Regions from separate parts of the Mus musculus genome. Here region 2 is linked to region 1. The links are chromatin contacts, called in public HiChIP or PLAC-seq maps. All regions are on one chromosome and are shown on one strand. Each heading gives the region's core, a stretch centred on a gene start, on an enhancer-like site or on the middle of the called end of the contact. The rest is flanking DNA. Distances are from core to core; before and after follow the strand shown. Region 1 overlaps Gm33655 (a long non-coding RNA gene). Region 2 overlaps Tal1 (T cell acute lymphocytic leukemia 1).

What was found. HiChIP or PLAC-seq counts read pairs in DNA pulled down with a chosen protein or histone mark.
Region 2: an H3K4me3 HiChIP or PLAC-seq map of embryonic basal ganglia shows a contact between it and region 1, with 4 times the contacts expected there. The contact joins two enhancer-like sites. A contact is called at or near these places in 1 of 39 promoter capture datasets (hippocampal neurons), 6 of 484 Hi-C or Micro-C datasets (cardiomyocytes, embryonic stem cells, germline stem cells and 1 more), 3 of 115 datasets of contacts at active chromatin or transcription factors (embryonic basal ganglia, embryonic hindbrain and embryonic midbrain) and 2 of 9 other capture datasets (embryonic stem cells and liver).

The regions. Positions count from the first base shown.
Region 1 is chr4:114,685,345-114,688,191 of GRCm38.p6, reverse strand. All of the region lies in intron 1 of Gm33655 (a long non-coding RNA gene), which reads left to right. Among named protein-coding and RNA genes, the nearest start is that of Gm12829, 6.4 kb to the right of the region's middle. Within about 2 kb of position 1,466, at least 31 of the 459 cell types and tissues checked have an H3K27ac peak or open chromatin away from gene starts, as enhancers often do. A contact at or near this core is called in embryonic basal ganglia, where this site is marked.
Region 2 is chr4:115,061,917-115,064,616 of GRCm38.p6, reverse strand. It overlaps Tal1 (T cell acute lymphocytic leukemia 1), which reads right to left. Exons shown (of 5, transcript NM_001287388.1): 3 at 1,041-1,487. The coding sequence starts at 1,486. Among named protein-coding and RNA genes, the nearest start is that of Gm33786, 4.0 kb to the right of the region's middle. Within about 2 kb of position 1,281, at least 109 of the 459 cell types and tissues checked have an H3K27ac peak or open chromatin away from gene starts, as enhancers often do. A contact at or near this core is called in embryonic basal ganglia, where this site is marked.

The DNA.
Region 1 (2,847 bases), core at 217-2,716:
AATCTAATAAAAAGCATTGACTGCAGAGCAAAAATAACGCACACAGAAGAGTTTGTTTTGGATCTAGGTTTTACTAATGTCCCCTCATTACAAAATGGTTCCAGTTACAAAACAATTCAGAGACTGCCACATTAATAAACAGCTTGTCTTTCTGAAGGGTCAGGGAGTGCATGGGCGCGTGCACACGCGTACACACACACACACACACACACAGGTGCATGAATGCCCACATGATCAGTGATTCCAGAAGAAGGAGCTTGGTACAAATTGCAAATTGCACTTACACCTTGGTAAAGAAGAAAAGCCTCCAGACTGAGATGGGGCAAAGCACCTGAAGTTTATTCAGGCTCACCTGATCCAAGAATTCTAAATAATGTGCGAACTGTAGCCAGCTGGAATCCACATGGTATTCTAGATCTCACTTTCCTTAAGTTTTTTTTTGTTGTTGTTGATGTTTTGGTTTGGTTTGGTTTTTTGTTTGTTTGTTTGTTTGTTTGTTTTTGGTTTCAGTGTCCTCTGAGGATCTCAGGATTTCTCTAGTAAATCCTGGGCACTTATTATTTGTTCTCAAGTATTCTTCTCTTTTTTTTTTCTGTAGGAAATAGTTACTAGATCTAATATTGATCAGCAATGGAAAGATTCCAAACCGGAGTTAGAACCCGACAAGCTGGGAGCTGTGCTTTGCACATCCCTGTAAAAGAGTAACTAGTCATAGGATCCACTGGGGCATTTGCAAGACAGCCAAATGAGCGCATCGTAGGGTGGGCAGGTGGTGATGATGTTTCTGATCAGTGGCTTCTAAATGACCTTCACATTTGCAAAGTGCTGGTCAGTGAATCTGCCCCCACACTAGTCCCCAAACAGTTATTTTTACTGTCACTGCTCATTTTCACCCAAGTGCTTGCTTATTCGATTGCTTTGTTTTCTGCCCCCACAACTGGAGTTTTCACTAGGGAGGAAATAGAACTCTGCTTGCTTTTGTAGATGGCTTGGGCTCTGGGGCTCCTAGGGCTCCTAGCCTGACTGGTCAGTTTGGGGAAGTCTCAGCATATCTTCATAAGTCAGCTTAGGGAAGCAGATCACAGACCTGAGGCTAGTCCCTGCCTCTGTGGTGGTGGGATAGGGGTTTTGTTCTGCAGGGCACATTTGGAAGCTGGTTGTACTCTATCTGTGGCACCCCACTATATCTGATCCCCACTATATCTGATCCCTAACTCTGCCATGTGTACTGGGATGAGAGTCAGGACATACACATGGAGCCAGGGTTCCAGAGCCTCTGTTCCACCAGTCTGCTCAGCATTGGCTTGAAATGGGGTTAGTTTCTCAAATGGACAAGGGGAAGGGAACGAATGTATCTTCTCTCTGCAGTGGCTCCGGGTCCTGCTCTGGTCTGCCCTTCCCTTCCCCGAAGCCTTGATGTCCACATGAAATTTTTTTTTTAAAGGACAAAATTTCTAGTGTTGGGTCTGGGCCTAGTTTTTCAGGGAACACTGAATTGCCCATCTCTGCACAACTGAAGGACCCAGAGGTTCGTTCTGGCCACTCATTCTACCTCCTATCTCTGCTACATACCCCTAGAGCCTTGGCTGGCCCCGCCTGGTAGTGACCACTGCCCGCTGCTCTCTCCTTTCCACCTTCCCAAGGCCTGGATGGCCTTTGAGTAAACAGATAGCCCAGCGAGGTGTGTGATCAATTAGCTTTGCTGAAAATACAATCATTTTGTTATTCCAAGCTGATGAGGAGGCCTCTTCGGCTTGCTCTCCCAGCCTCCACATGCCAATCAGCCCGTGTCACCGATATAATTTTCCACATAAACACAACCTTTGTGCAACATCTACTCTTGTAAATAGATGTAATTCCCTAACCAAATAGCGCACTTGGAGGGGAAATGGATATTATGCATGCAAAAAGAAAAGCTGGTGATTTTTACACTTTCCAGGCAACAAAAGATTACCCCTAATTGCAAATGGGGAGGGGGGATTAGGGGAGGGCACAAGGGGGAGGGGGAGGTGCTGGGAGGCTGGAGAGGCCTGCTTTCAGGAAGATTCTCTCTCTCTCTCTCTCTCTCTCTCTCTCTCTCTCTCTCTCTCTCTCTGTGTGTGTGTGTGTGTGTGTGTGTGTGTGTGTGTGTGTGTGAAGACCACCAGAAACTGCTTAACCCGGGATTTGTCCTGTTTAGGCAGTGCGGAGAACGTGGTTGTTGTTGCTGTTGATATCTGAAAGGAAACGGAGATACTTAATTATAAGGTTTGGTCTCTCTTGCCAGGAGAGACCCCTCTGTACCCTAAACTATACACATCCTGTCGGAGCATTTCCCCCCTGCATCCCTGCTCGGAACAGCTTCGGTGGGCTGTGGACCGCGAGTCCCTTTGTAATGCACTGGTGTGTCTCTCTCAGTGTTCTGCTCATTTCCGTAGATTCCTAAATTAGACCTTGAAAGCAGCGGAAGTTGCCAGGCAGCTAGGGACTGAGCGCACCGCAGAACCCACTGTGTAATCCCAGCCAGGTCCCGGCACTCTGAGTGCTGAAAAGAAGTCTGAGATATCCCCGCCTGAGCCTCTTCCCGGTGCCCCCTGGTGCACAGGAGTGGAAAAGCCCTTTGAGTCTTGCTCAGTCTGCCTATGGTCCTGGGCTGACTGTGGTTGTAGAAGGAGTTCTCCCAAAGGGAGTTGGTGGCCAACAGGACTCCCCAGGGTGGCTGAGTGGCTCCGTCCAGGCTAGGCAGTACCTCTGGACTCTACCTCTGTACATCTGAAAGATCACAAGATCGCAGAAGATGTCATTGCAAAGGTGCTTTAGTAGCAGGTGAGAGATGACATCTTGGCCTGAAGAAATCCTTGGTGCCTT
Region 2 (2,700 bases), core at 32-2,531, 380 kb before region 1:
AGATGGATTCTCCCTGTGTGTCTTCAGTCCCCTCCTGCTAAGGCACCCCCTGCTCCTGCACACTTAAAATGCAGATTGAATTGAGTATGCATGCATTCACAGAAGCGAAGAGGGTGAATATATGGAACAATACATAAATGGGAGGGGCAAGGCGGCGTATTCCTGTGCTGAAGTACACACACACACACACACACACACACACACACACACACACACACACACAAAATCTCCTTCAATCCTGGTAGACCTTTGCTCAGAGACAAGTACCTACACAGGACAACACGTGAGGGATGGAAGTGCTAGTAGAGAACTCCCACACCACAAAGGGTCTCACATTGTCCCCTCAGACCTCACCGACCATCACTCTCTGATCACAGATCGGCACCACCCCCCACCTCCCACTCACCAACCCTTGACAGCGCTCCCTACTGCTCTACCATCGTGTTGTCCTATAATTCTTTCCTACCGCCTGTCCTACACTCTGCTGGCCATTCAGCTTCCCTCACCACAGGGCCCAGCAAGGAGACCAACCACGCAGGTAAGGGACAGAAGGATTAGGAGCGGATGACAGTGTCGCTCACTGCATCCTAGCAGAGGCTGAGAAGAGCTGCCCTCAGCAACGGCCTTAGATCTTTCTCTCCAGCCTGTCCACCCACCGCGGCAGCTTCCTGAAGAGTTCACCCTTTGTGGCGAACCTCACCTCTGCTGCAGAGGGGCATTCAGACACTGGCCCAGAACTCATATTAAAGAATCCCGCCTACTCAACAGTAGTCAGCAACCTCTGCAGCTTTTTACACTCACCCACAGACCCGCACCCTCAACAGTGCAGGCGACCACCCCCGGTTTCTACACAACTGTCGTCCCCTGACCACCGGTCCTTCCTGACAGTCTGTCTCACAGGGGACCCCTTTCCCACTAGCGGGAGGGTTGCGGGAGAGACTCTGGTCTCTGGGCTCGTTCCTCTTGGAATCTTAAGCCACCACCCCCTCCTCTCGACCCTCGCCTGCACCCAGAACGCCGCAGGGGACCGGGATGCTCACCTGCCTAGTGAGGCGAGCGGCTGGCTAAGGCTATAGAGCAGCGCTCGGCCGGGGCCGGCAGGGGCTGCCAGCGCGGGCGGGCTCAGCTGCACCATGCGGCCGTCTCCAGGCAGCTCTGCAGGAGCCGAGGCGGGCGCGGGCGCCGGGGCGGGTCCGGGAGGTCTGCACAGCTCGGTGGTGGGCACCCGAAGGCGAGCTTCGGCTGCTACTGCGTCGCGGCCCTTTAAGTCCCTCGCGGCACCGCCCCCACTGGCAGGGCCGCCCCCCGCGCCGCTGCGCGCTCCTAGCTCGATGACGGGGGGCTCAGCCGGGGCTGCGCGGCTCGTCTCCTTGGCGACGCCGTTGAGCAGGACTAGGTGCGGGGGGGCCATGCGGGCCTCGGCCGCGTCCTGTCCCTCTAGTTGCGGGTCACTGCGTGCCGCCTCGCTCGGCGGCCGCTCCGTCATCCTGTAACAGGGTAAGGGGCAGAGAGGAGATCACGCACTGAAACCTGAAAAGCGGACAGGACAAACTCAGCACCACGTGGACGCACACCCCAACCCTGCTGGCGTGAAGGCCCGCAGGCCTGGAGCTGGAGCAATGTGGGGGTGTCTCTAGATTGGAAGAAAAGGGTGGGACAAGCCCGGAAGGCACAGTGTCCAAGGGTAGGAATTGTGCTGGAGAAAGATGGCAGAAACCTTGGGAGAAAAGGAATACAGGCAGAGAGACAAAAATCGACGGGAAAAAGGAGGAAGGAAATGCACAGAGAAGAGAAAGATCACCCAGTCCCTCCTTCTTAGGCCACAGGGGAAGGGGAGGGAACTAATCCCCCGAGCAAGCGTGTCCTTCCCGCCCCCCTTTTGGTTTTGGCGGGGAATCTGTCCAGTGCTATAGGAACCCTCTCCCGATCTACTGCTACACACATGCGCTGCAAATATACACCCAGAAAGACTATGGTGGTGAAGTAGGGTGTGGAAGCTGCAAGAACTCTGCTCTATTCAACCAAGGATGTCAGAAATATTCCCGGCCAAGAGGAAAGCAGCCTACACTAAGCAAACCCACCGTTGTATTCTGCAAGTAGCTACCCTATCATAAGAAAGGGAGTCAAGGACTGAAGCTAATCCTGGATTCTGGTCCTACTACCCTTCACACTCCACCCCATTCTGCTCAGCTGGACTCTTAAGACTTGGGAAAGTGCTCCAGAAGTCACTAGAATCTGGGCTCCCCTCCTGATGGAGAAAATATAAAGAAAGCTCTTCCTTGAATTATTCCAATGAAGTGTCCTCTTCCCCCCCACACACACACACCATACACCTTGGTATTCTCAATACACAGAACTCGGATCTCACTGGGTTTTTTTTTTATAGATTTAATATGCAAAAATTATATATATACATATATATGTATATGTATACACACACACACACACACACACACACACACACACTGTGGCTGCCTTCAGACACACTAGGAGAGGGCATCAGATCCCATTACAGATGGTTCTGAGCCACCATGTGGTTGTTGGGAATTGAACTCAGGACCTCTGGAAGAATAGTCAGTGCTCTTAACCAGTGAGCCATCTCTCCAGTCGTGGATCTCACTGTTTTACTGTCTCACATGGACCCTGGAGCCCAGAAAATTCCTAGGCTCCAACCATACTCCCCAGATGAGCATATCCACT